Linked DNA regions of Mus musculus: region 1 is linked to region 2. The links are chromatin contacts, called in public Hi-C maps. All regions are on one chromosome and are shown on one strand. The core of a region is the stretch at or near the end of the contact, and the rest is flanking DNA. Distances in the headings are between cores, read along the strand shown.

Region 1 (5,252 bases), core at 2,538-5,037, 160 kb after region 2:
TGAAGTAGCTTTTTATTTGGGGTGCAGGAGTTAAAAATATTTTTCTTCTTTATTATTTTTCAGTTCTGTTCAGTACAAAGTGATGATTTCATAAGCCAAATTTCAGTGAAACAAAAGCATTACTTGCACTATGTTAAGGAGACCACATTCATGGAAATATAACGTCTCACAGCGGGAGGCAGTTTTGATGATTCACAAGGTCCAGTCCTCAGCAGAGGGAGCACTATTCAGGCCTCACAGCTTCTCTGTGTATCATGGTTTGCAGCTGTAACCAACACCAAACTGAGCATTGCTGCTATAGAAAACGATTTTAAGAAGCACTTTCCTGATAACAAGTAAAATCCATAACTTAGGAGAATGTGTTGGCATTACCAGGGATGGAGTATTCATCCTGAGTCTACGTGATAAGTTAAGCATGAAATAAAGATGACACTTTGAGTTATAAAGCAGAAGATGGCTGTGTTTAATACACAAAATTGTCATGGTTAAGCACAAACTTTCTTCTGGCAGAAATCTTACTTGTTCCAAAGTTGGAACCATTAGAATTCTATTAGTCTGATTTATTATCATTTAAAAATATTGAACAAAAGAAAAGATTCCCCTGATCCAGGAAAAGTCTTGCCACTTTGTATAGAAAGGCAGTGCAGTGCGAGCTTCCTCATGCAAGCTGATTTCTTCCCTGACACTCTAATCTTTCACTAAAATGGTGTTGTAATAATCTTAACATGGTTTCTAGGCCTAGATATTTTCCAGACAATTAACTCATTCCATTGAATGAAAAAACTTTTAGTATTTAGCCTGGTACTTCCCAAAGGCAATGCTATACTGCAGACATACAAACAGCATTCAACCTTAACTAATATATTTTTTCTACTTGAAGGTCTAAATGACAATTTTATTATTATGAGGAAAAATGTGTTTCTGCCTTTAGCAAAACATGGGTCAGATGAAACTCAAAGTGTATTTAAGAATCAGGAAAAACAGGACAAGGTTTCTAAGTCTATTAGAGATTAAACTGATTTTTATTTCAGGCTGTATGACTAAAAATAGACACATATGGGAAGGAAGAAATACTGGAAGAAGACAGAAGGCTTCATTTCTTAAATCATGGATAGACAATGCCATCCATTTGATCTTCCCTCCGTTGCAGATATAAAGTTATTAAGTCATTAAGCTGGCGCTGGTGAACTTTACCTTTCTAGCACTAAGACAAGGGTTAAAAATGAAAGCTCATGGCTTCCAATTTGAATTTTTTGCTCTAAAAACCACAAGATTTTTTTTTGTGATTCCATAATAAAGGGGTGCCTTTTTAACATCTAAATAATACAATGATTTGTGCAGTTTTATTGATATTTACTTATATATCCTTACAGGTTACTCATATATAAACCAGAGAGTAAGTATATTTACATTTTGGTCCTTGAGAAATCAGGAATGAATAAATGTGAGTATGTATTTCAAAATACTAATTGTTTAGTGCAGGCAGGATGGGACATTATTACAAGGTGCATATTTCATGAGGAATTATAAAATAAAATTTTATTTTGAATTTCAGCACATTTTATCATTCATTTGTGTATTTATTTGTTCAATGTGTATACTTCATCTGCCACCAGGTAAATACTGTGTTCAATGAGGAGGATAAAAAGTCCAGAGAAAAGTAAGTCACAAATTATACCTTGCTAAAACTCCCAGGATATGGAGAAGAAAGCAATTATAAAAAAATGTTAGAAATAAATACAAAATGCAGATGTTATAAGCACAATAATAGATTCAATAAAAATGTATACTGTAGTTCATTATTTAGTGTGAGGCATCCGACAGGCTTCCTCTAGAAAACTAAGCTTGAACTGTGATTGAAGATGTAATGATGAGAGGAAGGGAGTAAGACATAGTTACATGTTCAAATCCTCTGAGGTGAAAAAACCATTGAGGTATAGAAAAACCAGAAGTCACCAGGGAAGGGAACTGTGAATTCAGATCAAAAGGATCGGATGAGATGATGCACAGTATTTTAAGATGCAGACAAGGTTTTACATTTTATTTTATAAACAAATGTTTCGTCATAGTCTGGGATGATTTGGTTTGAAATTTTAGAAGATCTCCTTTAACCACCCACTTGGTTGTGTAGAAAAATGAGCAAAAGGAAAGAGACTATATTGTACACGTGAGTGGAAAGCTAATGAAAATGGGCCATAGTTATTGTAATTACTTGAGTCAGGTCATTAAAGATAGATAAAAGGCACAGAAAGTGTGACACAGTCCTGATGACAGTCCCACGTACATGATGGTTAGCTCATCTATAAGATACTGAGAGGACTGGGTAGTGAAGAGATGTCAGAGAAGCTTGTTAAGTGCTAAGACTGGGAGTGACAGACGAGGCCCAAGTTTGAGAAGAAGAGGTTACAGGATGGCATTTTGAACATGCTCCATTTGAGGGGCCTTGGGTCACCTCAGTAAAGCCAGGTAGACAATGTAAATTTCTGGAATGCAGAGATGTCTAAACCAAAGATAGGCAGTTGAAATAACAAACAAAGACTAGAAAGGAAAAGTGTGGGCTAAAAGAATTGCCCAAGGTCGTAAACTAATACTATAGCGCAGATAAAACAGAACTTACTTGGAGACACATCCCTGAAGAACACTTAATCTTCCTTTCGTAGCAGCCCAGCCATCAGTTGCTAATATTTACTTAGCTGTGGAGTCTATTCTAATCCTCACTGGAATTTGGGCTAGCTTGTTCTTGTTTCGGTCTTGTGTGTGCAAGTGGGAAACAGTTTCACAACAGCTCTCCACTATTCCCGGGCCTTAGAACCTCTCTGTCCCCTTCTTCAGCAATGATCCTCAGTCCATGAAGAGGTGGAATGTGATGCAGATGTACCATTTAGGGCTAAGCACTCCATAGTTCCTTATACTCTATTCATTGACTAGTTGTGCTCATGTTCCAGTGGATGGTCCTGTACCCATCACAGACTGGCAGTACTAAGTGGACTTGGTGGGCTCAAAATGAGCACATGATACTGGATGGGGGTACAGTAAGAGTCAGAGGAGAGTCAGTAAGAAGTAGATTTAATCAACATGATAAGCTCACATATGGAAGTATTTCTGAAGTGTTCAGTCACAAATGAGAGAATTAGACAAATACAAAGAATCTCATTTGTCACAGCGAAGGGTGAGGGAGAAGCCTTAGGCAGAAAGCAGCCCTAGGCATGAAACCCCTAGCTAAGCTGACTAAAGTCTGACGGCTCCAGGAGACACATCTGACACTCAAGCACTCCAGGAGTCCTCGTCACAAGGGAATCTCCACAATTCTGTGTGCTTTCATTGTGAATATTGGGGAGACACCTTCTGTCCTTCTGTAACATAGGAGGGAAAAGAATGATTTTGAAAATTCACTTGAGCCTCTTCTTATCAAGACATGTTCCTGAAAACTAACCACTGGAGCTTTGTGTTGTGTTGTTTTGTGTTTTGTTTTGTTTTGTGTGTGTTTTTTTTTTTTCAGATTCTCCTTGGGAAAAGAAAACAAGCATTCCTAACATTCTCTCCCCTACTCTCTGCTCACGTCTTACTAGCACATTACTAAAGGCTTCGCCTTTTAGCCAGTAGTACATCATGTCCAGCCATGAAGAGCACATTAGAAAGAATATTGAAAAGTGGACAAAACAAAGAAGCCAACAAAAAAACCATAGTCAAAGGGTTTGACGAATGAGCCAGAGAAACAGGTTTAAGCACTGCAGAGGTATCCCAATCATCAGGCTAGGACAGGAAAAAAAAAAGCCCTATGAGTCACACGCTGTAAAAAGTAGACAGGATGTAAAAACAGATGGGCAGCGTAAGCAGAAACATGGAAATTCTAGAAACAAGTAAAAAAAAAAAAGAACCCACTGCAGATAAAAACTAGATCTAGTAGATTAGATACGCCTGAAGAAGGACTCTGAGCTAGAGGATATGCTGATAACAACTAACGATGTGAAAGAACAAACAGAAAATAAAAGCTAAAAATAAAAACAAAATGTGCATGAATTGTGGAGAGACTGCAAAGGGAGCCACACACCCATGAGAACCAGACGGAGAAGGGAGGTGGGAAGGAAGCGAGCACGTCATCACGAAGCTCTGAGACAAGCATACAGGATAGCAGAAATCCACACTGGGGCATGTCAGCCTTGAACTTGAGGAAGTAAGATAAAAAGGAGGCCTTGAAAGAAGGCAAAGAAAGCACAGCTAAAGTAGAGTAAATAGTTGACGTGCGTGAGCAACTGGAGTCAGAGGACACGAACTCAGTGGCAACTAGAGACAGAGTCCTCTCCAAAACCGCTGAGTCAGTGCGGTGCTCTGTGCCTCTAATTCCAGCACCAGGAAGTCTGAGGGAGGACCAAAGGCCTACACAGTAAGCTTGTCCTTGTAACAAAAAAAGAAGGAAAAACCAAAAACCTAAAAAACCAAAAACCAAAAAGACAAAATAACAAAAAACAAACAACAAAAAAACTAGTAGCTATTTGAAAGGTGACACTAAGCCTTGAATAACAATGATGCGTGGTTTGCAGCCTTGATTTCAGACCTGTGAGACACAGAACATATAATAGCCAATACTTCAGTCACTGAGCTTAGAAACGGTAAGGCACCATTCTTATTTCAGTTATGGTTCCTTTTTATTATATCAAGGGAAAGCTAATAGAGCCAGGAGTGGGGCACAGCTAGTGAAAGAGAGATTTAGATGCCTCTAAAGCCCACGGGATATTATTTCCTTATTTATTTTCTTTATTTTATGTTCCTGTGAATAACTCTTTTAATATGTTTTTCTTAAATTAAGTAAATCTGCACATACACATACACACACACTCACACATGTGCACACACACATACACACATTCACATACACACAGACACATAGATACAGACACACACACACACACACACACACACACACACACACATACACACAAAAGTTCCTGAGGCTGGGGAAAGGCTCAAAGGGTAAAAGGAATGGGTCCACAAAGATTATGACCTAATTTGCTCCTCAGAACCCACTTGAAAAGCCAGACACAAGGACAGGTATTTGTAATGCTGGTGGGTCACTAGAAGAATGGGAGGCAGAGGAGACTCAGGCAGGAGTTGGCAGGCCACATGGCCTGACAGAACCACAACTGCAAAAACAACAAGAGGTCCTGCCTCAACAAGACAGGAAGGAACAAACAATTCCTGCAACGTGTCCTGTGACCTCTACATATGCACTGTGGCACATGTGTGCAAAAACA
Region 2 (5,284 bases), core at 2,734-5,233:
TCAACATGGGTATAGAAATGTGACGCAAGATTAAAATTTCTGTGATTTGTCTTGATGTAGAGGAGTTCTAGTTTATATGGTATATATTAGAGGCAGAGTTATCAATGAAGACAACAGATACAGATGAAAATGTTTGTATCTTAATGTCTTAATTTACACAAAGATTTTCTTCTCTCATGATAAAAGTTTCAAATTTCCCACATCTTGTTTGGTTTCCACAACCTCAAGCACAGGATACTTCCATGCTCATTTTCAAAGGAGATGCTGAAGTTAGAGAATTTATTTGTGGTCATGAAACAATTGTGCTGCAGAAATACCATTTAAGTTCAAATACAGCCCAATACCACATATATGCAAGTTTTACCTTTGAAAATAGCCATTGGGGAAACATCATGAATTTTTATAAAGCAATTTTGTAAAGCTTTTAGAAAGAGAGTTATAAAAAAAGGAATGAAAATGTTCAATTTCACATTAAGAAGGAAGAAATCTCTGAAGGAACAAGCACCAGAATTCAAAGAAAAGAAAATAGTTTTAAAAGATACTGGGTTTGATGAGGGGAGGTAGGCTAAAATAATGAACTTGTTTCAATTCGTGAGCACACATTTTCTAGTACCACAAAAGGAAGAAAAGATATTAGGGGCGGAATGTGTCATTTCAGAAGCAGGAAGGGAGTGACACATTTGGAAAACTGACAAGAAGCTAGCATATTGGGTGCTGACCAGAACTTTGTGTGCCTTGTGCAATATTCTAAGGAGTTTGACCTTTATGCTGAGAGCAGAATGACACTATTAAGTAATTCTAAGTAAAGAATGTTAAACAGGATACGAATTTGTAACTGAAGGGGATATGAAAAGGAGAAAATAGGGAAGATTATTCACCCAGAAGTATTAATACAATAACACCAAAACCACATAAAGGTCCTGAACTGACATGTGTAGGCAGTTCTAGAAAAGTACGTCGTGCCTAGTCTAGACGGAGTGTGGATTACCTGGGAATGTGCTTGACGTTCAATGTGACAACAGAAAGAGCTGAAAAAGCAAAAAGCAAACTTCAAACACCATTATCATACATGAGACACATGCTTTTCCTAACTGCTTCTGAGGATACTTTGAGACATAACAGGCAGGGTAGAGAAAAAAGAGGCAGTGGAAACCAGATAAGAAATCAAGCAACAGTCTCAGTAAAGGCAGATGATAAACCACTAAAGGTCAAAACAGCGATCTTAGTACTTACTGTACACCAGCAGCTCTGCTTGTTGGCGGAGCAGTTCTGAATGGCAGCGGAGATAATAAAAGGTGACTTTAAGGCTTCAGTTAGTGTTATGACATGAATAGAACCCTAATTCTTCCATTTTCTCAGTTTGTATAACAGTGATATATTTAGCTACAAAAAGCTTAACTTCAGTGTGTTGTAGAATAGTAGTTTAGTGTCTCAAATATAACTTAATATAAATATAAGGTCAAGTGGGGGGTCTTGAGTGGAAGATAGAAGAGGTAAGAGTTGGGAGAAAAAGTCAAGAGACAAAGTGCCTTCCCAAGGCCAGAGACCAATAAGCAAGGGATATCCACCATTCTTTTTTACATCATCTGGGATCTGGAAACAGATTCAAACCTCTACAACCTCTCAAAGGGGAAGCAGTGAATGATATTACATAGACTTCTGGCTTCATAGCAAGTGTTTAGACCATCTTATTAGAGAAAGGGTATACAATACAAAAATGTATCATGATTATTTAAGTATATAGGATGAAAGAGGGAGAGATATAGGAGAATGAAAGCAGCCAAACAAAGTGCAAGACAAGGAGATTCTCCAGGAAATGACCAGGCCAAATTTACAGTTGAAAACTTCTATAATGATTGAAGGAAAAAGCTGTTAAGACACTGGCGAAATGAAGAGTAGACATAAGCAAAGAAATTTACATAGTTATGTTAATATATTTAAGGTATTTAAAAACTCAACCATAGAGTTAATTGCATAAAGAAAATTTGTATTTTTTTTCCAGTTCAAGTGACTCTCTATTGCAAAACTAGGCATACAGAATAGCCTTTGACCACCAGGAAAGTTTGCATTTTTCATTGTAATAACATTGCAGACAACAATGTTAATCAGTAGATGTATACAAATAATAATAACCATATGTAAATCTGATGCTGAAGAAAAGGACTCGAAGAGTAATATGTCCCCAAATCACTAATACAACTTTATGTTTATTTGTAATGCACATTTTATATTGCTACTAACAAAATATCAACTCAATGGTCAACACATGATTCGTTAGTTTAATATTGTAACAATCAGAGTAAAGCATTAAAAGGGCAATTATGGGTTGTATTGGATATAAATAAACCTATGGCCTGAGCAGCTTTAATATTTCAAAGTATTTATTCTATACATGGCATGCCCAAAACATGTGCACGCATGAGCACACGCACACATATGAGACTCTAGGAGGAGTTATAAGGTTTATTTATATAATTATGGAAATGTGTGTGAGACAATAAAGATAACCAAAAAGAAAGCATGAATTTGAGAGAGCATTAAAGGCGGAAGGAGAACTTAGAGAAAGAGGAAATGAGGGGCACAGGAAAGAGGAAAGGGAAAGAGGAAAGGGAAAGAGGAAAGGATGCAATCACATTTTAATTTTTTGAAGTTATAATAAAAATGTAATATTTTAAGATCACAACACAGTATTGTATTCAATAAATGGTTATTTTAGGTTTTATGAAATAGTCATATGTCTGACTTGAAAGCAGCAACAATGAACATCCACCCTGGGAGAGGATAGTCCTTGAATAGAAAGAATGAACATTTTATTTGTTTAGATGTCATCATCAAAAAAAAAAAGGCAAACTGTGAAGTTTAATCAAAATAGCTTTTGATAGAATACAAAAGGTTGATCATCTTTCATGCCTCTTAACAATCACACTCGTAGCAAAACAACGACATTTTCTATTGAAATATCCAGTGTGTTTTCTCTATCTTATGAGCTAGAGAGGAAATTACAAGAGGAACTTTCTTAGAATCTTATTCCAAACTTGTGTAGAAATGGTGTTTTTTATACAGCCTTTATAATGTAAGTTTGCAGGGTGTTGTGGAAAACAGCCAACTCGTGAGAGCTGACCTAGTCCTACCAATAGACACTGTTTGGCATTCATAACTAGGCTTTCATGTTCTTCTTTAGATAATACCTCTCTGAGATCATAATGAATAAATACTAAAGAAAACCACTCTATAATCATATGTGAACACAGGGAAATTATGAACATCTAAGCCACAGAAACCACGACTTTTTCCACACACTGTGACAACTGCTTCCTTGTCAATTACATCTTTAGCATCATTCTAGTCTCTCCTCTGCCTAGAGAGATTAAAATTGTCTTATCTCACCATCAACTTCAGCTCCCCAACTTTATATTCCTTCCCTAATTTACCAACTGTAATTAAATTCCATCCAATTTTTTAAAAATTTTAGAGTTTCTGTTATTGTTTGGATGTTAATGGAACCAAAAATTCCATATGCTGAAAACATTGTCTTATGAATCAGTGTTCCAACTGGGACAACTGAGAGCTGTTTAAGACATGAAGGCCATAAATTCATGAATGGATTAGTCCATTCATGCATTCATAATTCAAAGGGATATTATAAAGGTATAGAAAATTTAGAAGGCAGAATTAGTAAAAAGCAGGGAACTGGTTTCCTTTGCCCCTTTTCCTATGCTCTTTCTCTCCACATTTGCTCTAGCAAATTAACTTTGTTAAAATTCACTTTACATCCTGATTGAGAACCCCATTTCTCCTCTCTTCCTAGTCCCATGCTTACAAATTCTTCCCCTTTCCCGCCCCTTTGGGTACCACCCCATGCTGCTCTGCTATAATGCTCTGATTCACTGCAAGTCCAGAAATAATGGAACTTCTACAGCATCTAATGACATCATTTCCCCTTTAACTTGTTATACTCAGCTATTTCTTTTTTTCAGTGATGGAAAAATTGCTCAACACAAGTGCTTACTGAGTCACTGTCACTTTGACATACTATATGTTACCTCCTTGTAATAATTAACATCTTCAACCACAGATGTTTTCTGGCAGTCAGCAGAGACAGTGTTAATAGGAACCTAAGTATGAGGAACTCCCAATGCTCTGTATGTTTGGAAGCATAACCTTTGAGAATTTTCAAGAAATCTAAATGTACCTTCTAAGAAGGAGAAACTCTGGGCTAAGAGGAAGAGTAGTGTTAAGAAGTCATCGGGAAATCACCAGGAGGTCACTGGGATAGAGGCTACCTACTCAGGAGTCATGCAGCACCTTAGAGCTTTTTCATAGTTCTATTTCAAAAGAAGGCCAGGAACTGTTCATCTATATGAGCAAGATATCACTCAAAGGAAAAACCCTGGCCACAATGTTATGATGTTGTTATTATAGAAATGTCCATCAGAAGAGTATAATATGGTTTGAGAACAAAACATTCTTCTATCTAGTAACAAGCAAACTCATGATTTTTGAATAGCATTTAAAGAAGAAATAGACAGACACAATATAGAGAGGAAGTTAAAATCTTAAATAATCTGTGTCTCAGTAAACAAGGCACAAATTTCTGGGTTTTTTTTAAAGCAACAGTGATAATAATTGTTACATTATAATTATGACAATTATTTTAAAGCAGGCATCAAGAGTGCCAAGTTCAGTACTCCAGTGTCTACTACCGGTTTTTGAGAAATAATATTCTAAGCCTAGCCTGGTTTACTCCACTGTCAGAGCAAGCTGCATTTTTTCACTGCCTTGTGCCCTATATTTGTTTTCCAATCCCTAGTAGCCTGGAAAGATTTAAAATTAACTCAGACTCTGAGCACGGCACTCCCTGTATGATGCATGTCCTTCCCTAATCTTATCTTGCCCTCAACCCTTTGCCTACATAGCAAGCACCTGCTGGCCAGTCATGCCTGCAACCCAAACCATATTCTGATATGTCTCTCCTCACTGTCAGATTAACACCAAGCACACAGACAAAGAGTGTGTCAAACCTGTTTGATCTTATTTGCATTTTCTGGTTCTGAGGCTTTTATCCTGCCTTTTAAGTTGTTTCTGGTATAAATTGGCAGAATATATTTGAACTTTACAGTCCTCACGTTGCTTGGAATTTACTTTTTATTTTCTTTTTCTAAAATAATATTGTTTATTTTTCGTTTAATGTGTATGAGTGTTTTGCCTGTAAATATGCTGCACAGTATGTGTGTGGTGCCCAGGCAGGCCAGAATAGGGCACTGGATCCCCTGAAATTGGAGTA

Evidence for each region. Hi-C and Micro-C count contacts between places; a contact is called where the count stands out from the background.
Region 1: a contact with region 2 is called in a Hi-C map of bone marrow-derived macrophages, with 26 read pairs. The contact joins two enhancer-like sites. A contact is called at or near these places in 9 of 39 promoter capture datasets (the 3T3-L1 cell line, 3T3-L1-derived adipocytes, the C10 cell line and 4 more), 5 of 484 Hi-C or Micro-C datasets (bone marrow-derived macrophages, conventional type 1 dendritic cells, liver and 1 more) and 5 of 9 other capture datasets (adipose tissue, bone marrow-derived macrophages, liver and 2 more).

The regions. Positions count from the first base shown.
Region 1 is chr5:18,032,249-18,037,500 of GRCm38.p6, forward strand. No RefSeq gene overlaps it. Among named protein-coding and RNA genes, the nearest start is that of Gnat3, 72 kb to the left of the region's middle. Within about 2 kb of position 3,788, at least 34 of the 459 cell types and tissues checked have an H3K27ac peak or open chromatin away from gene starts, as enhancers often do. A contact at or near this core is called in bone marrow-derived macrophages, where this site is marked.
Region 2 is chr5:17,876,113-17,881,396 of GRCm38.p6, forward strand. It overlaps a transcript of Cd36 not described here. Among named protein-coding and RNA genes, the nearest start is that of Cd36, 43 kb to the left of the region's middle. Within about 2 kb of position 3,984, at least 28 of the 459 cell types and tissues checked have an H3K27ac peak or open chromatin away from gene starts, as enhancers often do. A contact at or near this core is called in bone marrow-derived macrophages, where this site is marked.